7 separate regions of the Mus musculus genome follow, and regions 1, 2, 4, 5, 6 and 7 are each linked to region 3. Evidence: chromatin contacts called from public HiChIP or PLAC-seq and promoter capture Hi-C data. All regions are on one chromosome and are shown on one strand. Each heading gives the region's core, a stretch centred on a gene start, on an enhancer-like site or on the middle of the called end of the contact. The rest is flanking DNA. Distances are from core to core; before and after follow the strand shown. Region 1 has its middle 15 kb from the start of Gm36639. Region 2 has its middle 8.3 kb from the start of Gm36268. Region 3 holds the start of Chchd6 (coiled-coil-helix-coiled-coil-helix domain containing 6). Region 4 holds the start of Podxl2 (podocalyxin-like 2). Region 5 overlaps Gm36505 (a long non-coding RNA gene). Region 6 holds the start of Tpra1 (transmembrane protein, adipocyte asscociated 1). Region 7 has its middle 16 kb from the start of Gm36409.

Region 1 (3,578 bases), core at 409-2,908, 590 kb after region 3:
AGAAAGGGTTGTGTACCTGCCTTCCCAGAGGAGTGCAGGTTGCTTAGAAGAGGTGAGAAGGTATAGGTCCCTTTCTGATTCTTGAAAGGATCATGGCGTAAGGTAAACAGACTTGATTTCAGGAGCCGCAAAGGGAAAAAAAACAAAACAAAACACCTGAGCAGGAACAGCCTGTGTGCCAGCAAAACAGAGAATCCATTGTCCATGTGCATGTTTCGGTAAAATGGGGCTCAGAGGAGGCGAAGGAAGGACTTGGAGCTCAGTGAGCAGGCACACTCCACCAGGGCCAGCTGTGGCCTGTGGAGCCTCCAGGCTGGGTTTTCTAGGCAGCATGGAGCTGGATCCTCCAGGGGGTGAGGGAGGTTGGGTAGCACCCAGGTTACAAAGTGCAAACATCCTTGGTGGGAGAGGTCAGGAAGAGAGAGCAAGCACCCCACCAGAGTTCTCCCTGCTGCTGAGCCAGGAGGCTGCTAGATCTGCCTAACCCTGCAGCACAAAGTTAATTTTGGGTCTCCACAGTAAACAGGCTTCCTAAAGCCATGGTTAAAGGGCTCTGGCCGTGCAGAGCTAACTGGCATCAGGACCCTCCAGCTCACATCTGGTTCCATTGTGATTCCCATATCCAGGAAAGATGTAGGAAGAAGCACTCAGGAGCTGCTGAAGAAACTGGCCCCCTGATGCCAGAAACCTTGTTGGCAGCTTCCTCCTCCTCTCCTTTTCCCTCTCCCTCTTGCGGCTGTCTAATAAGGTCAGCTCAAGGCTTGGTGAAGGTAGATGGCAGGCAGTATTTTTCAGTCCTGATGGATTCTGGTGCTCCTGAGCCAAGTGTAAAGCTGGTTCCTCACAGGGTCCAGCCTCCAGGCCAGATGATAACCCGAGACCAGAGGCAACAGCCAAGTCTATCTGAAAGCATCTCTCCCAGGTCCCCGATGCAGCAACTGAAATTAAGACTGACACCAGGGCTGGGACCTCAAACATGGCAGGACCCTTCTCTGGAAGAGTTCAAAGTAGAAGTCCCACGCACACAACTAAAGACAACTCCAATCTGGTATGCATACGGTCTACAGTGAAGGCGAGGGAGGACTTCCTCGAGGCAACAGAGCCCCCACTGCCTCCCGAGGGAGGCCTAGTCGCCATCCAGAGCGTGAGAAACCGGGGACAATGACTCCCTCTCCTGCAAAAGAAACCCTCCTGGTCAGAGAGAACAGTAGGATGTATCAGGGAACTTTCGCCACCTAAGGAACTAGCCCGAGTCTCAGCAACTTTTGTTTGTTTGTTTGTTTGTTCTTTTGAGACAGGGCTTCTCTGGGTAACAGCCCTGGCTGCCTGAAACTAGCTTTGTAAACCAAGCTAGCCTCAAACTCACAGAGGTTGCCTGCCTCTGCCTCCCAAGTGCTGGGATGAAGGCATGAGCCACCTTGCCTGGCTTTAGCAACTTAAATCAGCACAATTCCTTGTTTTCCCTTGTTCTGTGAGTTGTCAGGTCATTCTTCTAGCTTCCTGTAGTTCGGCTGGTTCCTCTGCTGAGCCGAGGGTTCACACCCACACTATTCGCCCTGACTTCAGGCTAAAATCCCAGGTCAGGCTCCGGGGCTGCACTCTGGTGGGTGGGGACAGCTGGGCGGGGCTTCTCCAGCTTCCGGGCAGGCTGGAGCGGCAGCTGCGGTGCAGTCTCAGTCCCAGTCTCTGCAGCTGTATTGCCTCTGTCAACGGGCCGACGGGAGGATGGGAAGCCCAGGAAGAAAAATAACACACAATTTAATCTCCCCAAATCAACCCATCCTACAAAGGGAAAAATAAAACAGAGTCTCCGCCAAGGCTGACCTTCTGTTTACATTTTCCTTGGCAACTGAGAAATAATTGCGGTTCTGCAGGGCCCTCCCCTCCCCCACCCTGCCTCATCCTATTCAAGCGCGACCAGGGATGACACTGGAATCTTGAACCGCACTAAGTGGTTACTATGGTGTCAGGCTGAAATTGTGAATCCCAGAGGCTGCCACAGCAGGGAGGCGGGGAGCCAGGGCAGAGTCTCAGCCGAGGCTAGTGACTGGGGGGCCTAGCCAGTTAATAGCAGACAAACTGTGCTCGCAAAGAGTAGAGTAGGGGGTTGAAAGATACGGTGGTCAGAGCAGGTGCAGGACCAGACCCAAGTCCCAGTCACACCCCCTGAGCCTTACTCTGTCCGGGCTGCTCTTTCACCCTCCACCCTGTGCCCACCAGGATTGAATCTCTGCCCAGCCCCACAGAAGAAATCCTCAGGATTTCTTTCTTATTTCCCCACAGAAATCCAGAGCCTTGGTGCTCACCCAAGGAACCTGCAGAGGTGCTTTGGGTACCACCCTGCACTTCTCCAGCTCTGCCACAGAGAACTACAAGCCAATCCTGCCGGACTCACACTGATATGTGTCAGTGTAAGATCCCTCCACTGCCACACCCTGGTTCCATTCCCACCTCCAGACAGTGAGTGACCTTAGACCCTACTCTGACCTTGAACCTCTTCTTCTCATGCCTGTGCCTTGGGGGGAAAAATCTTCTAAAGAGCACATCAGATCTTGTCTGTAATCTTCACTGAGAGAGAGCTCTTGAGTGGTCGCGGTGCCTGCCCGGCTCTGACTTCATTTGTTCCACCAACCATATCATTCTAGCTATCCTGGCCTCTGAACTGCTCCCTGCGATGGCCGGCTTGCTCCTGCCCCAGGACCTTTGAACTGGTCATTCGTTGCTACTGTGACTCCTTCCCAAACCACCACTGAGGCCTTAGGGATTGCCTGATCACTGTTGTGGTCTTCATGCTTCAAACAGGACAAGCACAGGGACGAATGAATGAATGAATGAATTAGCCATTTCCTGGTTTCTAATCCCCATCTTCTCTGTCTCTACTATAAGGATCTAGACCATCAGAAGAGGGACTCAGAGGCTCCTAAGAAAGCCCCAGCCTATAAACATGTAGTGTTCCACCCACTCAGTGCTGGACCCATGACTCACAAACTTCCATTCACTAAGACATAACAATGGGAAAAATGAACACAGGGTTCCCAGTCTGTTTTTTGGTTTTTTGCAAGATGTCGTACAAATTCCCCACCTGGGTCTTTTCTTTCTTCCTTCCTTCCTTCCTTCCTTCCTTCCTTCCTTCCTTTTTTTTTTTTTTTTTTTTTTTGGTCTTTCTTTCTTTATTAGGGCTGCCCTTTCTTTTTTAGGGCTGCCCTCTTAGCTCTCTTTGGGGATGTATTTGTTCTTTATTTTTCCCATCTCATCCTGATTCAGTGTGGACTATCAGGCGTGGTTCCTGGCTGTGGACTGAGGCTCTAACAGCCAGCAGGAAACTTACCCAACATGCTCTACAACGCTCCGAGGTCTACCCTCCCCCAAGACTATGCGGCAGAACCCCACTGACGACTACCTACAGCTGTCCACAGGACCAGATCCAGCCTGTGAAGTCCTCCCTCTCAGCCCTCAGGGACCGCGGCTACCGTGACCGTGTGGGGGATGGTTCGAGGGCATCCCCGATGGCAGGGCCGGGGTGGAGCTTGAGGAAGACTTCCGCCTTGCACAGACCCATTTCTTCCCTTTTAAAACCG
Region 2 (3,915 bases), core at 931-3,430, 670 kb after region 3:
CAGCCTCACAGGAGAAAAACAGTGGAGACTCGGAGCAGAAGGTCTGCAGGGGAACGAAAAAAAAAAGCCCAAATGGCCCTGAGCTGGACAAGGCTGTCTCTACAAATGATGAGTGAACCAGAGATCTGCAGGCTGCAGGCACCATTAGTCACCATCAGAAATGCAGTGTGCCCTCGGGTGTGCCTGCAGCATTGTGGAAACAACCCTCCTGAGCTGCCAACACCACCAAGGACGGACCCAGCACACAATGACGGGTCCTACAGACACAGGGTGTCTCTACAGTTACACCCTGGGAGCTAGGGCATTGTCTCCTTGGAACTGCTGACAACACCCTGCCCAGGAGCTGGTGTTACATAAGCTCTGCTATGTCACAGGAAGAGGGCCTCTGGCTGGGGAGGGCTGTGAGTACCCAGTGCAGCAGTATGCCCCAGACTGCACTGGGAAGCCTCTGGGCTGGCTGTCCAACCTTCACTGGACTACCTCTAAGAACAGGAGACTCACCCTGTTACAGGGAGGGGAAGCTAGAGCTGGAGGTCAGGACTCACACCCAGGGAGTAGACCCACCTCCCTGCTCCACAGTATCCTGGGAGTCCAGCCACCCTAGCCTTCAGCAAACGCCATGAAGACCCATGGCCAGGAGTCTGGGGATGTCCACTACTGTGCTGAATAACACTGGCAGTTCCCTTTCCACTCTGAGTCAATGCAGGTAACCTGTCCTCCTTCAAAGAGGACTATCCCAGCACACACAGACAAGACCAGCCTCCTCTAACTCTTCCTGGACTCCGTAGTTTAGTCCTAACATTTGGTTTTGCCTAAACTGGCATTCTGGGTATGTTGGGAAGCAACTCTGCCTGTATCTTCTCTCCTTTATGGCCTTAGTCTCCACTGCCTCCCCAGCTAACAATAGCCTCTTTACATCACCCCCCCCCCTTCTCATCCAGGCTATTTATTTGCCTGTTATCTGTGATTTCTAGTAGAACACAGCCCAGAGGACAGGGGCCCTGTCTATTCTATACACCACCAGAGCCTAGAGCACTGACTGGCACATAGTAGGTATTTAGTAAATGTCTGCATGAATGAGCAACTGCAGATTGGGAGCAGCAGGCTGGAAGAGGGCTGCTGCACACAGGGCCAAAGTCAGGGTCTGGCCATGAGCCCTGCTTTGAGCGGCATCCAGTCAGGCAGGTCCCATGCACTGTCAAGCCCCTGCCTTTGTGCCCCTTCCCCTCCCATCAGTCTCCTCAGGCAGGGAAGAGGCCAAGAGGTCATGGGTCTCCTAGAGACACACTGGGGGGCAGGGGGAGGGTCTCTATTCAATAGGAAGCATTGTGACACCTAATCACTCTGTTCCTGGTGGAGGGTGTCACAGGGGTGATTCTCAGTAGCCTCAGTAGCCTAACAGAAAATTAGCATGGCAGCCAGCAAGAACAAAGAGGCAGATCCCTCCCCCCCCCCAGGGGGCCCTGCTCACAGCCAAGCTCTCCCTCACAGTATCCCAGCCCTTTAAGCCTAGCCTCTCACAGGCCTTAGACAGAGGAGGCCCTGAGAACTCTCACAGATGCAGGTGCTCTGACAAACGCGTGGAGGAAATGAGCAGGTGCTCAGCAGCCCTGTGGATGGGCCCCTCTGTATGGAGCTCTCCTGCGCATGCCTGTGCTGTCTGGTCTTTTGTTTTTAATGTAGACTTTGCAAGAGAGGACACACAGAACTTGGAATAATGGGTCTGTAGTAGAAAGGATCCCTTTCCACACCTGGCTCCCACCCTGCCCCCAAGATAAGCACGCCCACTGAATCCTTGCAAGATTTCTTTATGCATATAGAGAGATGTGGACATAAGGACAGATGGACACACACACACACATGCACTCTAAGCTTGGCTCTGCCTGTTATACCTCTCCATTACACTCCGTCTGGAGTCTCTTCTTCATCAGAATGTATCTTGAACCCCTGTGGCTCTCCTGAAAGCCTGTGTGTCACTTCACAGTGAATCCCCTCTTGTTGGACATTAAGGGTACTTCCAGCTCTCTGCTTTAGCAGATGATATCTTGATATGCCAATCTTTACACATTCCTCCCTCTGCAAGCTGCTTTTCTTTTTTGCTCAATAATAAATGATGCTTATCTTCCCGGGTAAACAGCCCTGCCAGTCCTTTGAGAGCTGAATAGCATGCCATTGTGCTTTCTAGCCAAAGCAGATGTAACCACTCCCTCACTGGAGTCTAGACTGTTGCCAGCATTTTGTTATTACAGGCTGCTCTGCAGGGACATTCCTTCAAGCTAAGCCTTGGCACATGTCCTTAATTCTCTCCTCGGCCACGTGCCCAGAGATGGAATTTATAGGTCAAAGGGTGTGGTTTTTTTTTCTTTTATCTTTTTTTGGTGCCACATTTTAAAATCCTTTGAAGTGTGTGTGTGTGTGTCTGTGTGTGTCTGTGTGTGTCTGTGTCTGTGTGTCTGAGTGTTTTGTATTTTCTTTTAGGCTAGAGGTTCCTGGAGGTGCCCTCAAAGCTTTCCTGTGGTTTTGCATAATGGGCTCTGTATGCTTTCTCTCCCTCCCTCTAAAATTGCTCAGCCATCGTCTGCGCCTGCCTCATGGGTGGGAGCAGACTAAGTCTTTCCCCAGCCTGGAAGCTTTTTCCCCTGAGCAAAATGTGGGAGGAGCTGTAGCTCACTGGAGTTCCTGTGTGACCTGGGCAGCCAGGGAAAGCAGGGTGTGGTGGTGTGTCCATAGCCACAGCTGCTCCTGCTCTGAGGTTGAGTTGGCCTGAGACCTGGGACAAACATCTCACCACTAGGAAGCATTACCCAGACTCAAGCAGAGGAGCCTGAGTTCCAGGCCAGCCTGGTCTACAAAGGGAACTCCTGGCAAGCCAGTGCAACATAGTGAGCAAAGAAATGAACAAAAACAAAATCCAGAGCTCAGTGATCAAGGCATCAGGGCAGTAAAGACTGAAGATGCTGAAGATGAGCCAACTCTTCACCAATGGGCCTGACTTGATACCTTGGCCATCAGGAACATTACTAGGCCCACTGGCCAGGCAGGGCCTGAGGATTGGGTGTCCCCTATCAGTGTCACTGCCTGCCATGGGCTGGAAGTGTTGGAGCCATTGGAAGAAAAGGTTCACCTTCTCCCTGCACTCTCTGGCCTTCCAGCCTGCTTGGGTGTTCTATGCTCAAACACAGATTCCCTTTGGCCAAAGGCAGGATAAGACTGAAATGGTTGGGCCAATGACACTGTGGCAACTCCCTAGCCACCAGGTGGACAGCTACAATGGTTCTGAGAAGCCTGAGACAGAGGAGGAGACCCCACTAACCCTCGAGTGCTGGGATGGTGCTGGGCACTGTTAAAAATCACTATTATTGTTAATTATAAATTCTCTAGGTTCTTACTGTAAGCACACCCCTCTGATGTTCATGTTCCTGCAAATAAACAAAGACACTAGGGGGGAGAAGAGCAATTTGACTCCCTAATTAGCAGCTATTAGATCCTCCCTAGTTTCTCTGAGCAAAACGACTATCAGATAGTCAACCAGATTACTCTTATGCCTAGAGGAAACTACACAATTGCAGCTGATTGCTACAGCTCATGAAAGTATAGCCTAGTCAGGGCTGTTTTAGTATAAGACTTTGGTTATTACAAATCTTGGTGAACTCTAAATAATTCTGAAGCCATTTCTTCCTAGAGACCAGAAAGGAGTACTTCCTCTGGTGGTCTAGCAGAGGGACTGCTGTGATTGGTGGCAAGAAGGAAGGCTGTGAGTGGCCTAAACACAAACCTCCCTGGCTCTAATTAGAGCGAAAAGAGTTAGGCTGTGGTTGGTGCAAACTCAAACCATCATTTGCATGTAAGGCTTGCTGTAATTGGTGTAAATACAAATGTTTATTTGTATGTAAGGCTTATGGTGATTGGTGCAAA
Region 3 (3,424 bases), core at 85-2,584:
TAAATATTGTTTGCCTTTACATACTGTTTGAGTCTGGGGCCTTCCTTCAGTGATTCTCAGACTCTAACACTTGCAACATGTTATGGCGGTTTAAATAGGAATGGCTCCCATAGACTCATGTGTTTGAATACTTGGTCCATAGAGAATGAATGGTGGCACTACTGGGAGGTATGGCCTTGTTGGAGTAGGTGTGGCTTTGTTGGAGGAAGTGTGTCACTGGGGTGGTATGGGTTCTGAGGTTTCAGAAGCTCAAGCCATCTTACTTCCTGCTGCCTGTCAACCAGGATGCAGAACTCTCATTCCCTCCTCTAGCACCATACCAGTCCTAGGGTTTTTTTTTTTTTTTTTTTTTTTTTTTTGGACAGGGTTTCTCTGTGTAACAAGCCCTCCTGGACTCTCTTTGTAGACCAGACTGGCCTCAAACTCACAGGCCTGTTTCTGCCTGTTTCTGCCTCCTGAGTGCTGGGATTAAAGGCATGGGCTACCACACCAGGCTAAATATTTTTCTTTCTAAGAGTCACCCATGGTGTCTCTTCATAGCAATAGAAACACTAAGAAACATGCCTTTGTTTCACAAGAGGTTAAGACTAACTAGTTATATTTTGTGTCTATTTGTCTCCCATACCCCACCCCTCCTCAAATTTGGAAACCCCTTATCCTTGACCTATAAAAATCTTTTCTACCTCAAAGTCTGACCTCTTGAACTCCATCTTAGGAGAAGACAGCCTATGTACAAGAATTAAAAGTTTGTTTTAATTAACTTGCCCAGGATGGTTTGGGCCGGTGGTCTTTCTCCTCCCATCATTGGGATTAACAGTTGGTCCCTAGCATAGTACTTTCTCTATCATCTCATGGCAAACTACACTCACCTTTAGGTCTTAAAGGCTCCATTTGTGTAAAGGCTCCATCTGTGAGGTTGCCACAATTTATTAATTTGTCTCGCGGTATTACAGTGTCGTTTCCCTTGCACTACAGTAGATTCACTTGTGTTTGAAATTTGTTTCTTTCATGACTCAAGCAGGTTACATGGGGTGGCTCAGTACAAGTCTGCTGAATGCTTAACATGAACATAGATCATTAACAGTTGTCTTAGCATCCTTGGTAGTTTATTCTTAGAACACGACTTTTACTTTGCTTCAGGGATAAGATTTATAAGAAACCATGACCTTGTCTCAGCGTCTATTTGGCTGGCCCTCTGTCCAATTTTCCAGCCCACAGGTACCCCTACCTCAGAGAGCCACGCCCCCTTCCAGAGCTTTTTAATGGCGCCAGAATGCTGGACTACAAATCCCACAGGGCAACGCGCGCCAGCCCCAGCAGCCAATAGAGCGCAGTGTTGCTGGCCTGTGTCCCGAGTGACGAGCGTAGGCCGCTGAGCAGCGTCGTCCTGGTTGCTGTGGAGCCGGCTCGCGTGGCCTCACGCCCTGCCCGCCTCCTGTCATGGGCAGCGCCGAGAGCGCCGAGGCCCGAAGGGTGTCCTTCGAGATGGATGAGGAGGAGCGGGTCCGGGTGCTGCAGGGCATCCGGGTGAGCGGCGCGGCGGGAGGGCGCGGGCCGGAGGAGCGTGCGGGCGGGAATGGGAGCCGCCGTCCCGGGGACCAGATACATGGGGCCGCTGGCACTCGGGGGCAGCCGGCCGCCTCAAGTCATTTTCCACCGCCTTGGCTCTCTCGGTTCCGGATTTGTTCCGTGCTCTACCCGGTTTCACTTGTCTTGTGCTTCTCGTTGCGTGTGCTGCAGCACGTTTTGAAAGTGTTCTTCCATTTCCAATCTTGTTCACGTGCCTTTCTCCGTGAGGCAGCAAAAGGAGAGTTTCAGCTACTGTGTATTAGGTCATATGCCTTATCCGCTCTTCAACTAAAAACCTACAGTTGGTCCTTACCACGTCGAACAGGAGGAATAGCCTCACTTGGCTTTTACAAGATGTGCTGGTGCCCACTGACCTTCCCATCCCTTTCCTGGCCTGTTTCCTCATCTTCATAAGATACTTATTTTTGCCTCAGGACCTCCTTGTTCTTCCTAGAAGATCCCAGGTGTTCGATGTTTCTTCAGTTATCGTTAACCTGGCTGTCTTCTTGTTACAGCTCAGGTGTCATCCAAGAATCCTTCCTTGACCACAGTCTCAAGCGACTTCCCACACTACTGCCACACATTTATGATTTTCTCAGCATCCAACACAGTTTGAAACAAATTGTGTTTATTGTGTTTCCCATTAGAGCTCTAGCTGATAGCTTGGCTGAAGTTCTTGTGTAATTCATGACTTTATCACCGGAACTTACAAGAATAAAAGCTCCTGTTTTATTTCAGACTGGCAGCTCTTTACAGGTATTATTTAATTTTTCAACCAATCAATGAGCAGTAGAATTGTTAGTACCTCTTCCTCTGTTTTGTTTTGAGACAGGGTCTCAATATTAAGTCAGGCTGGCCCAGGACTCTGTGTCTGCTTGTCTCATGAGTGCTAGGATTAAGGAGGGGCATATACCACCAAAAGTTTGATTAGTCCATTTTGTAGCTTATGGGGAACTGAGGTCCTATTGGCATAAGTTGTCCAAGGTCACACAGGTAACAAAGTAGGAGACCCAAGACTATAAAGTAGGTCAGCTCCAGAGCTGTTTGTTAAACTTCTTGCTAGACTTTCTTCTATACCTGTGCATGGCACTTAGTGTGTACTTGGTCGATAATTGTTAAGTAATTACATGAGTGAACTCAATGAAATAAATCAAACTTCAAACAAAATGCTCTGAGTTGGCTCTAGGTGAATTAGAGAGTAGATTCAGAAAAAGACTTCAGAGGGTCTGACATCTGAACTCCTTAATAGAGCTATTTTTTATTTAGCTTACAAGAGCTATTTTTTGAGTTTTACTTGGGGAGTGGAGAGAGAGAGAGAGAGAGAGAGAGAGAGATAGAGATATGGTGGGAGGTTATCCTGGGTACTATCAAGGATCAGATGAAGATGTGTGTGAAGCAATGGAGAAGACATGAGGGATGCTTTGTGGGGGGCCTCAGAATGTGCAGCATGTCAGGAGCTGACCAGCTGGAATCGTTAACCTGGCTTGTGGCAAGAATTAAGAGGGGGAAGATGGTTTCTGTTGAAAGGCTGAGAGGGAAGGAGTAGGGTAGATTGTAGGAAGACCGCTTTGACTCAGGACATTCTTCACAGTTTTTTGCTGGGTCTCCTGTTTCAGGGGGATGCAGGCCTGAGTCTTCAGATGTTCAGAGAAGCACCATTGGAGGTGGCTCAGACTTTTCATTTCTAGTTCTCTTAATAATTCTGTAGAGTACAAAGTCTTTACATTTTTTTTCTCTCCTTAAAATGTTGTGTGTGTGTGCACACATGCTTGTCTGTACGTGTACCACATGTATGCAGGTGCTCAGGGTGGAAAAAAGATATGAAATCCCTTGAAACTGGAGGTACAGATTATTG
Region 4 (3,519 bases), core at 701-3,200, 720 kb after region 3:
AATCTGCCTGCCTCTGCCTCCCAAGTGCTGGGATTAAAGGCGTGCGCCACCACGCCCGGCTAAAACCAGTTACTCTTAAGAAAGCTAGCTGTAGCATCTGTTGTCCAGTCTCTGTATGTTGAGAAAGTGTAGGCTTAAATGAAGTCTGACTGGAACAGTCTGAAAGGCTGGGCCAAGTGAGCTAATTATTCTGAAAATGTCCCGGAAGCAAGTCTTTAGAGGAAATAGCTTTGATACAGCTGAAGTAGGATCAAGCAAGAAGCTGGAACAGTAGGTCTCAGTAGCTCAGGATCCTCGAGGGTGAATCCTGTCAGGGCTGCCTTCTTGGTCTTCCATTCTGCAATATACAAACCTTATCGACATTTGCATTGAAAGTGCGGGGTGCGGAGATCAATTAAGAATGATTTTCTGCTGTTTGAACAGGTGAAAGACAACTGTCTTTCTTTAGAAGTTAGTCTGATCATATAATCAAACTCAAATCTCCATTTACACTATCTGAAAAGATGGTATGTCATAATAAGCCCTGAGAATTTTGTAGTCAATACAATTTGTTGTCTGTATATAGACATTTAAGTCCCAGAGCTGTCCCCAAGTATAGGGATCAGTGTATACATTACCCATCTTGTTGATCTTGCCAGTCTTCCTCTTCTTGTCTGTAGCCAAGATCTTCAGGGAGTCGCCCTCTGTCAAGTCTGATCCTTATTATTTCGGAAGGAGTCCAAAGCCTTTTCTTCTTTTTTAAAACACAAACCTAGAGTCTCTCTCCCAACACAGCATGCCTTTAAGTACAGACTGATTCAATCTAGTAGAAGACTAGGCACTGGGTTTCCTGGAGCTGGAGTTACAGACAGTAGCAAGTGTGGGTGCTGGGAACCAAATCTGGGTCCTCCAAGAGCCACAAACTCTGTGCGGAGCTGTCTCTCTAGCTCCCCTCCCCCACCAGACAATCTTATGTCGCTCAGACTGCCCTGGTCTTAACCTGAATCCCTTCTAGTGCGGTACAAATATTACAGGCGTGGGACAGTCACGCTTCAGTCAGTGTTTTCACTGTCACTTAAAGAAGTGAGACATCTTTCTATCTGAGAATTGCCACAGTTTCTCTCTGTATCTAGAATGGTTTCGCCAAAACCCAGCTTACCCAACATCCATGCATCCTATAAATGTCTCCATAGAAGGTCCCCTCTGCCTCCGTTTGTGCTTAACCTGCCTTCCTACACTTGTGGCTCTGGAACATGCTGAGGAATGTTCCTGCCCTCCTGACACTTAGGAAGAGCAATGCCTGTCGGATTTGCCATATTGGCACAAAAAGAAACTTGAAGTCAAGGAGAAGCGCTGGCTAGAGAGAAAGGTGACTCCCACAAGATGTCTGAAGACAAGGACAAATCTCCTCAGGCTGTGAAAGCCAACTGGAAATTGGGGGTCTAAACTACCCCTGGAAGCTGTAGTGGGTCAGAGGTTAAGAGCATGGACTGACCCAAGTTCAGTTCCCAGCACCCACATGGTGGCTCAACAACCATCAGTGGACTTCAAACACGCACGTGGTGCACATATGTACATGTAGGGAAAACATTCACACACATAAAATGAAAATAAACTACACCCGGCACAGAGTTCAGCTCTCTGCTCTTGCCCAGTCCCTTCACCAAAGCCTGGTCCTCTCCGGCCTTCAGGATCCCCAGGCCACGTGCCCCAACAGGTCCCTGCTGATCCTGGCCTCTGTCTCCTTCGCTGTAACTGGGGCCCGGTCTGCTGCACAAAAGGTTCGGGACCCGCTTCCCAGGGAGGTCCCCCCCCCCGGGTGGCGAAGTGCTCGAGGCCCGAGGTGCAGGTGCGAAGCCGGACTCCGCAATAGGGTCCCGCCCCCGATCCCTCCGCTGCATCGATTGGGCGGATGAGCGCGTGAGTGGCGGGTACGCAGGCCAACGGGGCGCACGCGCGCCGCCGCCTTCGCTTTGCGCGCCCCCGAGGCCGGCCCGGGCGCCGCGGCGCTGCGGCTGCGGGCGGCAACGCTGCACCATGGCCCGGCCGCTGCGGGCCGCCCGACTGCCGCCGCCGCTGCTGTTGCTGCTGGCCGCCGGTGAGTGGGGCCGGGCCAAGCCGCGAGGGCGCAGCGCGCCACGGGCCAGTGCTGGCAGCGCCGCAGAACAAAGGCTGTGGGGCGCGCGGGGTCGGCCGCGCGCGGGGAGGAGGCGGCGGCGCGGGGCCTGGCGCGGGGACCCCCCAGGCGCCCTGTCCTGGGCGCTGGATGCTCCGTGCCACGCGCGCGCTCGAGGACGGCGGCGGCGGGGCCGCTGCACCAGGGTGTCCGCGCCCCACCCCTCGCCAGGTGACAGGTGACAGGTGACCAGTCTGCGGCCAAGGAGCAGAGGGGCGTGTGCGTGTGTGCGCGCGAGGGTGTAGAGAAGCTCAGCAGGGAGGCGAGAGCGCACGGGTGACACCCTTGGAGAAATCGCATCGTAAAGGTCCGGCGGGTACCCAAAGCGCGTGGGCCGGGGATGCCGAGGGCCGAGAAAGAAAGAGCTGCGTGGCCGAGGTGGATGTTTACATGTGCGTGGAGCTTGCCTGGGAAGGCGTGTGCGTGTCGTTGTGAACGCGTGTCCTCGACTGCGCGGGGCAACTTTATTAGGAGCTGACAAAGGGGTAGGTCTGCGACAGCGACTGCCGCCATATGGGGCTGTGTGTGAGACTCGGGTACGTGGTTTTCATTCAGCAGTCACTCCGGATACCTCGTTAGTGTGGGCGTGTGACAGGTCGGGGCCTGAGGCAGGTAAGAAATATGTGTGTGAGGGAGAAAGAGACAGCTTCTCAGGGTAGACATGGGATTCAGGGGTGTGTGCGAGTGTAGGGGGCGGGCACAAAAGCTTGACAGGCTCAGAGGCAAGCCGCCACCACAGAAGGGGAGGGAGGAAGGCTGACTGCAAAGGTGGGTCAGACCAGGACATGGGAGAGCAGCTTTCTCAGGGAAGATCGGAGCTGGGACCCTGTCCTAAGGTGGGCCTGGGGCAGGAGCAGGGTGCTGGGCTGGGTGGGCTACAAGACTTGGTGAACGCGTGTCCTCGACTGCGTCGCTTCCCCTCCAGTGGAGACAGGCATGGGACTGGCCACTAGTGCTCAGGCAGTTACCCCACCAAAACCCACCCAGTGTAATGTATACAAATTCGAGGAGGCGTCTATGTGAAGTCAGGTGAAGACCTTGTTTGATATGAATAGGTGGTGGGCCCTTACTTTGAGACTGTCAATGATAGAACACCAGGAAAATGTCTGGAGAAGGGCGGAGGTGGGAGAACGCTGATTAGGGTTGTACTTAACTGTAATTCCAGCTCTTTGGAACCTAAGGGGCAGGAGGATTGGGAATCCAAGTCCAGTCTGGGCTGCAGAGCAAGACCCTGTCTCTAAATAAATAGATAGATAAATAAAACAAAAAGTCAGAGAGGTAACTGACCCCTCACACTGCTGTGCCTGCCCTGGGCACATTTTATGGGGAAGTGTCTATTGATGTTGGCCTGGGACATCTACACA
Region 5 (3,413 bases), core at 787-3,286, 610 kb after region 3:
GAGGCAGAAGGAATGCCATAGGGATGTCAGGACAGTGCCTGGTTGTCTCACCCATTCTGCATCTCTCACCTCAATCACAAGGAAGCAGGCTCTCTCACTGCCACCCAAGACAACGGTCCAGTGTGAGGGTCACCGGGATACTCCCAGAAGACCCAGTAAAGAGGGACAGAAATGTAAGGGTAGGACTCAGCAATGGCCTCATCAAAGGCTACTGTGTAGGCAGTGGCCTCAGGCAGCCACTCCCCAGAGATCGTAGGGCTGGGCTTTGAATCAGTGCCCAGTCTACAGGACCTCTATGCTCAAGCCCTTGGCCTCTCTCTGTATCTCCTGCCCACTGCTGCCTCTAACCCTTCTTCCCATGTGGTCAGTAACGTAGTGCCCACCAAAGATGTCCACATCCGGATCCTTGGACCTGGGCACTTGCCAGTTTAAGCTGAAAAGAGGCTTTGTAGGTGTGACTGGGTTTGAGGTCTTGAGCCTCAAAGACTATCCTGGACTTTCCACATGAGCAAGGCTATCTTATGGTGTTTCTCAGAGACCAGAATCAGAAAGGAAAGATCCTGAGATAGAAGCCAAGGTTGGAACCACAAGCCTGAAGCCAGGCAGTCTATGGACACTGACCAAGCAGGCTTCTGTATAGAAAGTCCCTCAGTTGACAGCTTGATTGGGTCTCTGTGCCCACTTCAGCCCTGGCCTCTCTGGATTTGAGGTGATCTGTCACAGCAGGGGTCTGAAGCTAATGTAACTTGCCTGCCTACCCACACTCACCCATCAAACTTCTGTCCCCCATGGCAAGTCTCCTTCCTCGACTGCCCTAGGACCTTCCCAAAGCCCAGGCTGGCCATGTTCTCACCACCTTATAAGCAAGGATTCCACTCACCCAGAGCCCCTCACTGAGATTCCGGTCCCTACGGTCTGATGTCTGCTACCCTCTCTGCCCTCTGGTCTAATGAGGTCTTTCCAATGTAAAAGACGTGATCCCAGACCTCACGAACATGAGTGAAACTAAGGAGATACACTGTGCCAGGAAATCCTTGGGCTTCAGGGTGGGTTTAGGAACGCATCCAAGACTCGTTTGCCACTTTTCTCTCTGTGGTAGCTTTGTTCCCAGGAGGGCACACTCGAGCTTCAGGCTTGGGATAGCCCAGTTTTCTCACTCCTGCCAAAGAGGTTTCCAGGTAGCTCATAAAGGACACGAGCTATTGGTAACTTGCCTGTCCACCCACACTCATCCATCAAACTTCTGTCCCCCACGGCAAGTCTCCTTCCTCGACTACCCTAGAACCTTCCCAAAGCCCAGGCTGGCCATGTTCTCACCACCTTATAAGCAAGGATTCCACTCACCCAGAGCCAATAGGCCTGTGCCCAATTCTCAACCAACCACAACAGCCGGAGTGGTGTGAGCCTCTCCTGGGCTGAGACCAGGTTGTGCACCCGTTCACACACTTAGTGGGTAGTGCCAACCACAGAAAACCCGCTCAGCTGTGGAAAGAGCGTGGATACGGTGTGGGCAGAGATGACATGCAGTATACCTGAACCTCAGCCTGCCCCACGCTCCTCTAACAGACTTCCAAAACTCACTCCTTCCCTCTGTCAGCCTTTGCCTCAAGTGCCTTCTGTCCTGGCTGCCCCAGAGCTTCCCCAGAAAGCCTCCTGAAGCCCAGATCTTTCTGACAGCTACCTCCTCTCGACTCCCACAGCTGGTGCCTCTCACAGCACCCACCACACACAGCAGGGCATGTGTGAGCAGGTGACTGGCTCATGCTGGGCACCTCTTAGCCCTGTGGCCAGTGGGACGGCCACCAATACTGAGAACTGCTGCACACCAGGCTGCACCCCAGTGCCTGAGGACTTTGTGCCTACACAGCGGACACTGTTCACCCCTCCAGTCAGTGCTCAGCTAAGGAAGTGTGGTTCAGATGGCATGTACTCGGGCTGCAAAGGGCTGCAGAGCCGGGCTTTCAGCCTTGTCTAATCCAGAGAACTGGAGAGGCAGGAAATGAGTCTGCACATCCCTGGGTTGCCTGTAGCATGGAATGCTACACTCCCATCGTGACCACAGGTCCCAGTCCCAGGCTCCTGTCTGCAGGGTGTTGACTCTGAGCCATGCTACAAGGTTAATATTTCCAGGACTTGCTTTCCCCCATGGGATAGCATGCAGGTTAGCAATAATGCTTCCCAGCTGGGCATAGTGGCACATGCCTTTGGTCCCAGCATTTGTCTCTGTGAGTTCAAGACCAGCCTGATCTACAAAGTGAGTTCCAGGACAGCCAGAGCTACACAGAAAAACTCTGTCTTGGAAAATAAATAAACAAACAAAATAAAACAAACAAACAAAACAAAACAATAATAATGCCTTCCTCTGACAATTGAAATAAAAATAAATAAATAAAATCCTTCCAGCACTTAGTGCAGTGCCCACCTAAACCCAGAGGTAGAGAAGGCACCACTCTGGCCAACTGAAGATAATGGTTCCTGAAGCTTCCTTTCCCGAGCTAGTGAGGTCAGAGGGCACCTATCCCTCATGCTCAGAGCCAAGGGGAAAGGTGGGGGCGGGTGGGGAGGGGATGAGGATGGGGCTCAGTCTCAGTTCTGTTTAAACTCCATCCCAACCTCAAGCTGCAGACTTCTGATACCTGCTTTCTCTCAGGAAGAACATGCCCCCAAGAGCAGGAGAAAGCAGCTCAGCACCCCCTGGTTGCCGTGGAAACCATTGAGTGTAAATTTCATTTTCTGCCTTGCCCAGCTAAGCTATTGATTCAGAAAGAGGGAGAGAAATTGGGAGATGTTTCCCTCCCAAAGTGAAGCAGAAAGCAAAATCTGGGACATGCAGAGCAGGGGTCGAAAGCAAGCTAGAGAAAGACAGAAGTGGGCTGGACTGTGCGGAGGGTAGGGTGGACTGGAGGATCTCTTCATCCTCATCTTGCTGGCACAGGTGAGAGCCACTGTTACTTCAGCCCAACTCCAGGACAGGCTCCAGAGGGGGCTTGGCCCAGGTCTGTGCAGTGACTCCTTCCAGCTGTTTGATGCGGAGCTAGTGGGCAAAGCCTTCTCGACTTGTTTCCTAGTGTTCCTCTGCAAAAGCAGAAGACAGGTGGTTTGTCTTAGGGACATCACTCCTCTGTCTCCTGTCCTCTCTACAACGTTCTTTTTCTCCACTCTGTACTTAAATTCCCTGCAGTCATTGGTGCCTTCAGCACCCACTGGGTCAAAAGCTGTCCCCAGAAGCTGCAATGGAAAACCTCAGGTCATCCATACGGAAGAGGAAGACCTACCAGGAGAGACACGAAGCAGGTGAGGTTTTAAATTCATCGTTATGTGTATGAGTGTTTCGCCTACATGTATGTATGTGTACCTGGTGCCACAGAGGCCAGAAGAGAGTGTCAGGTCCTGTGGCACTCACAGGGTTACAC
Region 6 (3,406 bases), core at 478-2,977, 690 kb after region 3:
AGAAGTGAAAGGAGCTGGCCCACCAGGGAAAAGAGGAAGGAGAGGGGGCAGACTGGGACAAAGAAGAGCTATGACATCTTGAAGGAGCAACAGAGCATCATGGAGGAGCCCAGGCCTCTGGAGACCGGGGGAACTGAGGTAAGGTTTCTTCCACCCGTGAACCTGAAAGGGCAGCTCTGACCTCAGCGCATTCTCCAGAGGCCAGGCTCCTGCCCACGACTCAAGCCTCGCCTTCCTCCTACCCTCTGTGGCTAGCTTGTTGGGCCTAGGTGGGACCTGTTCGGACACCCCAGACACCTCCCCAAGGGCCTTCTCTCCCTGCCCTGGGAGAGGTTGAGAGAGCTTGTCTTTCCCATCTGTGCAATGGGATTGCCCAAACCTTCTGAGTTCTTTTATGGGATTCCTACCCAGTAGAAGGTAGCAGTGCAAGCAGCCCCCCAAAGTTCTCTCCCTTCCCTCCTAGGCTGCTAAGCCTCTAAATCTAGCTGCAGAGCAGCATAGGAAATCCCCAGAGGATAGAGGCTAAGTTCCATGCCTCTCTGAATCTGTCAGCCTCAGTGATAGAGGAGAGATTGTGTCCTAAGAGGCCACTGTGGACAACAGGAAGAAGGGATGGTCCAGGTGACCTGCCCTCTGCCTCCTGACAATCCTTCTTGCCCTTCTTTAGCCACCAACTTATATCTCCCCTACCTCAGGGGCCTTTGTGTTTGCTTACCCGCAGCTTGATCCCATCATTTGACTCATTACCTCCCCCTCTAAGTGGACTTTATCTAGCCCACCTGGCTGTTGTTCTTTCAATGATTGTTTTTAAAGATAGGGTCTCATTGGGCCCAGGCTAGCCTCCAACTCTGCAAAAAGCCAAGGCAGGTCTTGAACTTCTGATTTCCCCCCTGCCTCCACCTCCCGATTCCTCCACCACCACCCAGTTCTTTGGTGTGCTGTTTATAGAACTGGGACTCCATCGGCAGCAGGTGTATTTACATGCTTGTGTGTCTTGTCTGTCCTAGGTCTTGTGACCCAACCCTCTAGAACAGGTAAGATCTCAAAAAAATGCTATGACGCGCACACATTTCCAGCACAATGCAACCAGGCTGGACAAGGATTGGGGGTGTCTGGACCCCAGACCCCACCACCCCCTCCTCGCTACGGAGCTAAGTGGAGTTGCCCTTCCTTCCGCAAGGCCAGGAAGGCAGAGGCAGAGCATGGGCTGGTCTTTCCGGCTGCCGCTGAGCTCTGGCTGCACCCGGAGCGGCGGGTGTCCAGCTCCATCCAGGATCCGGTCCTGACCGCTAGGGTCCCCAGAAACTTCTCAAAGGTTGTCTTGCGGCTGTACCCCAAGTGGCACGGGGACAGAAGGAGACGGTAGGCCCGAACCCGAAGAAGGAGCAGGGGCAGGGCCTCCTCGCTAGCTTGGCGGAGCAGGAGATGAGGACTCGGCCGCGCTTACCTGAGAGCAGGGCTGCGCAGGCCGCGGGACTCCGACCCCTGCGAGGTAGCGAGAACCGGGGAGCGTCGCGCAAGAACCGCAGCTGAGATGCTACGTGGATCGGTCAGAGGTGGCCGGACGCCGCCAGCGCGCAGGACTCACGGGACCCGCGGACTTCCCCGGTCCTCCCCTGGCAGCGGCGACTCTCAGGCGCCTTGGCTAGTGTTTTTCGTCTAAGCAAAACTGTGAAAACAGTCACAACCCCTGTTTGTGGCACTCATCCCCGCCCCCTCGGCCTCCAGCAGCCTATCGTAACGGGATTCCACCCACAGGAGTGGAACAGACCAATAAAATTCCTCAGATGGGCGAGGCGGCCCGCGGAGCTCTTAAAGGGACTGCAGTCGAAGCAAAGCAAAGTGTGGGTGACGGAAACTTCAAAGGGGAGAATTTTTTTTCTGCACAGCTTACCCCTAAAGCGTTTCGGGAAGCGTACTGAGCACGCTGTGCCTTTGCCCCGCATCTTTCTGCGGACAGCTCCAGTCCTCCGACCGGGTCGCCCTATGTCTTTGAGGATGGCGCCTAAGGGACCGGCGCCCCATAAATACTGACCTCTGGTCACCTGGACTAGGAAGGAGGGAAGGAAGGGCATCCCTTCCTCGGACGCCCTGTGCTTGCCCACTTCAAAGGGATCTGGCGTTTACAGGGCTCCAGTCCTGGTCTCAGTCACCCTGAAGGCTGGGTGCTATTAGTGGCGTTTTGCAGAAGAAACCTGAAGGGGTTAAGGGAATAAGTCCAAAGCCATCCAGCTAGGAAGTGGCCAGACCAGATCTCTTGCTTAAGCAGGTGCCTTCCAGAGGGACAGTCTTTCCTGTCTGTCGCCTTCCCTCCCTGTGGGACACCCCCAGGGCAACTTGGAGGCCTCATCTCAGGTCATCTGCTTACCTGTGCACCTTTGGCCGGCCACAGGATCTGCCCTATAGGCCATGTATTTTCAAACTTGTGGCTGCCCTTGGGCTTCTCTGCATGCAACCTCGGGCCTGTCTTCTCACATTCTCTCTTCACAGAGAGCTTCCTGGGCTCTCCCTCAAGAGTAGGTATTGACTTGCCTACCCCTTCCTCAGGCATTGGGGGGGGGGGCAGTGTGTCTCAGCAACACCTTAGAGGTGCCTCAGTGCTGGTTAAAGATGTAGGCACCTGTTTATTATAGGATCCCAGGACTGCCCCGTCCTGGTCACACAGGGGCTGGAATGACTCTGGGCCTCTTTGTGATTGGTCCGAGACTTAGCATCCCTGAGACTTCCAGGTTAGTCCCATTTGTCCATTTTGGTCTTAGTCACAGAAGCTGGCTGTGCCTGCCTGCGCCTACAAGGTCTGTAACAGCCACCCTGAAAACCATCAAGAGCTCCCAACTTCCTGCCAAGAGAATACAGTGCCCTGTTTAGGAATAATAGCAAAATACATGTCCTAGGCCCTCCTTGACCTCCAGGTGTCAAAAAGGCCACAGGAATTGAACTCAGGGCTTCTAACCATGCTCATAACCACTAAGCCTTTTCTCCAGCACCTGTCCCCAAACCCCACTGTCAATCACAAGGGCCTAGGGACTAAGCAAACGGGGTGTGGTGGGATGATATGTTTGTAATCCCAGTGCTCTTGAGGCTGAGACAGAAATATTGTCTCACACACCTTTAATCCCAGCACTTGGGAGGCAGAGGCAGGCGAATTTCTGAGTTCGAGGCCAGCCTGGTCTACAGAGTGAGTTCCAGGACAGCCAGGGCTACACAGAGAAACCCTGTCTCTGAAATAAATAAATAAATAAATAAATAAATAAAAATAAAAATAAAGAACTATCGTCTCAAGTTTGAGGCTAGCCAGGGCTATGTCTCAGAAGAACAGTAACAGTATGTCACTCTGCACTTGACCCTCTGGAATTCGGGGCTCCATGTGTGATGTCTGGGAGATTTTTACGGCATTTGCTGAGTG
Region 7 (3,835 bases), core at 988-3,487, 640 kb after region 3:
GTGTGCACTGGAAAGAGAAATATCCTCCTGAATAAAGGCTAGAAGCCGTGAGAGAGGCGTGACAGCCGCAGGCCCTGACAATCCACACCACTGTAGCCCCCTGCTGGCCCTTCAGCTGAGCCACGGCTGGCTCCACGCCCACTGAGAGCGTAGAAGACAGAAGACAGCTCCAGTTCTCCTTAACAGCTAGGAAGAGCCTGCCCTGGCCCAGAGCCAGACAGGACTACTCTCAGCCTTGGTCTTCCTGCGGTGCAGAGGACTGGCATGTGGTACAGGCCTGTGGGCTGCTCCAAGATGTCACTCTGTCCTCCCAGTACCCCAGAACTGTCTCCTCCATCCTCAGCCCCAGGAAGCCTGTGAGTGGTCTCCAAGGCAACAGGGCATCAGAACAGCAGAGAATATGTTGAGGATGCTCAAGAGTAGTTGGGGGTGGAGGAAGCCCACAGATTGATACCTACCCCATAAGGCTAGCAAGGATCTGCCTGTATCCACTGCCCCCACAGTCTCCTGGCACCCACCCTGACAGATTCTATCTTCTGGGAGCTACAGACCTTCAAGTCAGGTTGCTGATGGTCAAACTGAGGTACAGAGCAAAGTAGCTCCAACCAAGATTGTTCAACCGTCCCTCCTGGTCCTTGCCTTTCATTAGGTGATGGTCAGGACAGCCAATGGGGAGGCAGCAGAAGGCTGGGTTCAGAGGCTTTTCAGACCTGCAGATTCCCAGGTGGGAAGCTAACCACAGGCCCAGGGAAACCCTGGCATGCAAGTCCTAGTTCCCCTCCCAAGGCCACAGCAGATATTGCTAATATGCAGACATGTCTCAGGTCATTTGGAAACAGCACACAGGAGAAGGGGCAAGAGCCTGAAGATGGCAACTGTAATAGCATGGATCTCAGGCGCTTGCATGCCACAGGGGCCAGCCCCTTAACCCCCTCACCCTAAACTAATTGTGTCTCCTTCAAACTTCACATTCACAACATATCCTCACCTCATACTATATTTGGAGATAAAACCTATCAGGAATAAATTTCAGTTAAATGAGGTCATGAATTTGAGCGGGGATCTGATCCAACAGAATTAGTGTCTTCATAGAGACACACTCCCTCTCTTCAAGTATGCCCAAAGAAGAAATCGCACAACACACAACAAGAAGTTAGGAAGCCCTGGCTGTTCTGCCCTGACCCCAAATGCATAGCCTACAGAACAGAGAGAATGAGTCCATCTAAGGTGTCAATTTGTGGCAGCTGGTGCCAGCTATGACCCTCACATAACAGCTCTGCTTGAATCTCCGCTTTACAGAAGAGGACACAGGCTCAGGCAAGTGATGCCTGTGAGTACATCTGTAAGGGTGGAGTGAGGACAGACCAGGTCATCCCTCCACCGCCCACACTGCACACTGCATGGCTAAGTATGCATGGTTGTTCACGCCAGACCTGTCTTTTGTGGAGTCCAACAGTAATGCCAACTGTGCTTCGGATACTGCTGCTACTTAACAGCATTAACTAAGACTCAGTGTACTATTGGACAAGCCCCATTAGCTTTACACATGGATTCCTTGCTGGCCCCTCCACTGAGTCAGTCCCACTTGAAGCCTCCTGCACAACTTCAGATGGACTCTGAGTGAGACCACAATCCACTGAGGCTGGTCAAAGGCTGGACAGGACGTACCAAGCACTCTTGTCCACAGCCCATCTGTACTTCTCTAGTGGCTCCAAGACCCCAGCAGGAGTGTCCCCACAGGAAGGCAGCAGCCATCTGGCTACATGCCACAGCACATCGGTTGCCAAAGCCCATGTTGAAGAAGACCCATGTACACCCAGATCCAAGGGAGGGGAGGGCATTGGTCAGTTTTCTTCATCATTGTGGCAAAATACTTGACAGAAGCAACCTGGGAAGGAAGGTTTCTGCTGGCTCACAGGCTGAGACAGTACAGTCCTTCCTGGTGGGGAAGTCTTGTCAAAGTTCATGGTGCCCAGAGCAGGTCACGGATCGCATCACAGCAGGAAGTGGGAAGCAGAGAGTACTGAGTTAAGCACTGGAGCCAGGTCTCAAGGCCCATCCTCTCCCACCAACCCACTTTGCCAGCCACGCCCCACCTGCCAAAGGCTTTACAGCCTGTAGAGGGGGGCCACTTGCTGAAGGCTGAGTGTCCAAACACACGCCTGAAGGACACCTCTGACTCAAACAGTATCAGGAAGTTGAACCACACCTCTGTGAGGCAAGGGTGTTGTGGTCATGCGCCAGAGGACCCCATGGGAAAAAGGTATGATTAAGGCCATCTTGGGAAAGTACAGGCCACATACAGTGCTAAAACCAGATCTGACCTGCTAACGGAAATGACAAAGAAATTTCACTGTGACTTGTTTCTATTTGTGTTCCCATTAATCACCTGTCTGTTGTCATTAAGTTGTCATGCCTGCGTTACTGGCAATAATAACCTGGGGTTTGATCACATCTCACAAGGTGGTTTGCATGGGCTCAGCTTCTTCATGGGGATGAGGAGAGGGCTGACACAGCTGATATAAAACGAGCAAAACTAAGACTTCTCAACCAGCTGCCAGGGAGACCCCGAGGAGTTTCTTGAAGTCCCAGGACCAGTGTCTGCCAGAACAGCTAAAGTAGAAGGTCCCAGCGTTGAACTGTATATGACTGGAAACCCCAGAAGATGTCTTCAAGTCCCCGGAGACCTCCAGGGCTAGTGCTGACATTCTCTCTCAGAGGCATCTGCACATTGTCTCCACCTCAGGTCATGTGTCTGTGACACTGCACTATTCTCACCTGAGGGAGTGACCCTCTGCATTCCCCCACATGCCACTGAGACAAGGTGTTATACTCATGAGTGCACACCCTCCCCGCCCCAGAAGTCTCCAGCTTCTATAGGGAGTTAGTGAAACCTCTAGGAGGTAGATGGGAAGAATCAGAGCATTGGAAGTGTGTCTTGAAGGCCATATTGGGAGCCAAGTCATTTCCTGTGTCTCTTAGCTTCTCGGCCACCATGATATGACCAGTTCTGCTCCATCATGTGCTTCCACCATGATGTTAGGGCCTCAGAAACCTCTGAATGTGCGAATCAAACAAGCCATTCCCCCTGTTATTTTTTCACAGCAGTAGAAAGCTAACTAACACACAGGGTTACAGGGTAAAACAAAGTTCATTAAAAGTTCAAACAGGTAACAAAGGTCATTATATCACCCCCAACTGGATGTGACTTATGTGGCAGGGGTGGTGGTTAAGCTACCATTCTCACCACAAGGCATCTCATGACTGGTGCTATTCTCTTCCTCTGGAAGTGAGACCAAGGGAGATGTTCTTTCACATCCTTCTCTATGACCTCTCTCACTGCTGAGGCTAAACGACTGCCAAGTCCTCCTTACTAACAGTCAACGGGTCTTGTCTTCCACCTCAGTGTTTTATGCTAAGATTATCCCACCTAGGGATACCCAAACCTGTCACTTTCCAGACAAAAGAATCATTGGCTCTCACAGGAAGGTGAGTTCCATAGACAGAAGAGCTCTTAAGCTTACCCCACTGCCCACTATAGAAGGCATGCATGTGTACAAGTTGAAAAGACATCTCTTACACTCGGTGCTAGACAAGATCAAACCAGCTCTTTTGCTGAGCTCAAACAGAAAAGCATAAGGACGAGGTTGTTTGAATATTCTTAGAGGTATAAAGGAGCCCACTAGACAGTGGAAGCTCACTAAGGTATGGCTCCCAGGGCACTGAGAATGATGCAAACAGTAAAGATGCTGGTGTGGGTTGCTTCTCCATGGTGGTGTTTGCAGTTCCATCAGAAATGGCAGAAAGGGTCAGAGTTGGTGGTAATTTCAGCACT

The links. Promoter capture Hi-C pulls out the DNA fragments that hold promoters and counts their contacts. HiChIP or PLAC-seq counts read pairs in DNA pulled down with a chosen protein or histone mark.
Region 1: a contact with region 3 is called in a promoter capture Hi-C map of embryonic stem cells, with 5 times the contacts expected there. The contact joins the enhancer-like site here to the promoter of Chchd6 in region 3. A contact is called at or near these places in 4 of 39 promoter capture datasets (cranial neural crest, embryonic stem cells, neural stem cells and 1 more), 2 of 15 datasets of contacts at CTCF or cohesin (the NIH/3T3 cell line and large pre-B cells), 1 of 484 Hi-C or Micro-C datasets (bone marrow-derived macrophages), 4 of 115 datasets of contacts at active chromatin or transcription factors (differentiating embryonic stem cells, embryonic basal ganglia, embryonic stem cells and 1 more) and 2 of 9 other capture datasets (liver and macrophages).
Region 2: a contact with region 3 is called in an H3K4me3 HiChIP or PLAC-seq map of embryonic basal ganglia, with 6 times the contacts expected there. The contact joins the enhancer-like site here to the promoter of Chchd6 in region 3. A contact is called at or near these places in 8 of 39 promoter capture datasets (the 3T3-L1 cell line, the C10 cell line, cranial neural crest and 3 more), 2 of 15 datasets of contacts at CTCF or cohesin (large pre-B cells and stem cell-derived epiblast-like cells), 3 of 484 Hi-C or Micro-C datasets (B cells, bone marrow-derived macrophages and cerebral cortex), 11 of 115 datasets of contacts at active chromatin or transcription factors (bone marrow-derived macrophages, craniofacial prominence, embryonic basal ganglia and 8 more) and 4 of 9 other capture datasets (adipose tissue, liver, macrophages and 1 more).
Region 4: a promoter capture Hi-C map of second pharyngeal arch cranial neural crest shows a contact between it and region 3. The contact joins the promoter of Podxl2 here to the promoter of Chchd6 in region 3. A contact is called at or near these places in 9 of 39 promoter capture datasets (3T3-L1-derived adipocytes, cranial neural crest, frontonasal cranial neural crest and 5 more), 2 of 115 datasets of contacts at active chromatin or transcription factors (embryonic forebrain and pancreatic cancer cells) and 1 of 9 other capture datasets (embryonic stem cells).
Region 5: a FOXA1 HiChIP or PLAC-seq map of pancreatic cancer cells shows a contact between it and region 3. The contact joins the enhancer-like site here to the promoter of Chchd6 in region 3. A contact is called at or near these places in 7 of 39 promoter capture datasets (the 3T3-L1 cell line, the C10 cell line, cranial neural crest and 4 more), 1 of 15 datasets of contacts at CTCF or cohesin (large pre-B cells), 3 of 484 Hi-C or Micro-C datasets (bone marrow-derived macrophages and cortical neurons), 8 of 115 datasets of contacts at active chromatin or transcription factors (differentiating embryonic stem cells, embryonic basal ganglia, embryonic midbrain and 5 more) and 5 of 9 other capture datasets (adipose tissue, embryonic stem cells, liver and 2 more).
Region 6: a FOXA1 HiChIP or PLAC-seq map of pancreatic cancer cells shows a contact between it and region 3. The contact joins the promoter of Tpra1 here to the promoter of Chchd6 in region 3. A contact is called at or near these places in 20 of 39 promoter capture datasets (the 3T3-L1 cell line, 3T3-L1-derived adipocytes, the C10 cell line and 12 more), 1 of 15 datasets of contacts at CTCF or cohesin (large pre-B cells), 5 of 484 Hi-C or Micro-C datasets (B cells, CD4 T cells, bone marrow-derived macrophages and 1 more), 27 of 115 datasets of contacts at active chromatin or transcription factors (the 230-238 cell line, the NIH/3T3 cell line, T-cell acute lymphoblastic leukemia and 18 more) and 5 of 9 other capture datasets (adipose tissue, embryonic stem cells, liver and 2 more).
Region 7: a contact with region 3 is called in an HNF4G HiChIP or PLAC-seq map of pancreatic cancer cells. The contact joins the enhancer-like site here to the promoter of Chchd6 in region 3. A contact is called at or near these places in 4 of 39 promoter capture datasets (cranial neural crest, frontonasal cranial neural crest, hippocampal neurons and 1 more), 1 of 15 datasets of contacts at CTCF or cohesin (large pre-B cells), 2 of 484 Hi-C or Micro-C datasets (bone marrow-derived macrophages and cerebral cortex), 9 of 115 datasets of contacts at active chromatin or transcription factors (bone marrow-derived macrophages, craniofacial prominence, embryonic basal ganglia and 6 more) and 3 of 9 other capture datasets (adipose tissue, liver and pancreatic islet).

The regions. Positions count from the first base shown.
Region 1 is chr6:89,007,096-89,010,673 of GRCm38.p6, reverse strand. No RefSeq gene overlaps it. Among named protein-coding and RNA genes, the nearest start is that of Gm36639, 15 kb to the left of the region's middle. Within about 2 kb of position 1,658, at least 136 of the 459 cell types and tissues checked have an H3K27ac peak or open chromatin away from gene starts, as enhancers often do. A contact at or near this core is called in bone marrow-derived macrophages, differentiating embryonic stem cells, embryonic basal ganglia and 2 more, where this site is marked.
Region 2 is chr6:88,923,421-88,927,335 of GRCm38.p6, reverse strand. No RefSeq gene overlaps it. Among named protein-coding and RNA genes, the nearest start is that of Gm36268, 8.3 kb to the right of the region's middle. Within about 2 kb of position 2,180, at least 227 of the 459 cell types and tissues checked have an H3K27ac peak or open chromatin away from gene starts, as enhancers often do. A contact at or near this core is called in adipose tissue, bone marrow-derived macrophages, craniofacial prominence and 7 more, where this site is marked.
Region 3 is chr6:89,593,562-89,596,985 of GRCm38.p6, reverse strand. Chchd6 (coiled-coil-helix-coiled-coil-helix domain containing 6) reads left to right here and starts at 1,334. Exons shown (of 8, transcript NM_025351.3): 1 at 1,334-1,527. The coding sequence starts at 1,441.
Region 4 is chr6:88,873,477-88,876,995 of GRCm38.p6, reverse strand. Podxl2 (podocalyxin-like 2) reads left to right here and starts at 1,950. Exons shown (of 8, transcript NM_001347327.2): 1 at 1,950-2,077. The coding sequence starts at 2,017.
Region 5 is chr6:88,983,659-88,987,071 of GRCm38.p6, reverse strand. All of the region lies in intron 1 of Gm36505 (a long non-coding RNA gene), which reads right to left. Among named protein-coding and RNA genes, the nearest start is that of Gm36505, 6.6 kb to the right of the region's middle. Within about 2 kb of position 2,036, at least 22 of the 459 cell types and tissues checked have an H3K27ac peak or open chromatin away from gene starts, as enhancers often do. A contact at or near this core is called in pancreatic cancer cells, where this site is marked.
Region 6 is chr6:88,900,572-88,903,977 of GRCm38.p6, reverse strand. Tpra1 (transmembrane protein, adipocyte asscociated 1) reads right to left here and starts at 1,727. Exons shown (of 12, transcript NM_011906.2): 1 at 1,448-1,727.
Region 7 is chr6:88,956,418-88,960,252 of GRCm38.p6, reverse strand. No RefSeq gene overlaps it. Among named protein-coding and RNA genes, the nearest start is that of Gm36409, 16 kb to the left of the region's middle. Within about 2 kb of position 2,237, at least 31 of the 459 cell types and tissues checked have an H3K27ac peak or open chromatin away from gene starts, as enhancers often do. A contact at or near this core is called in cerebral cortex, hippocampal neurons and pancreatic cancer cells, where this site is marked.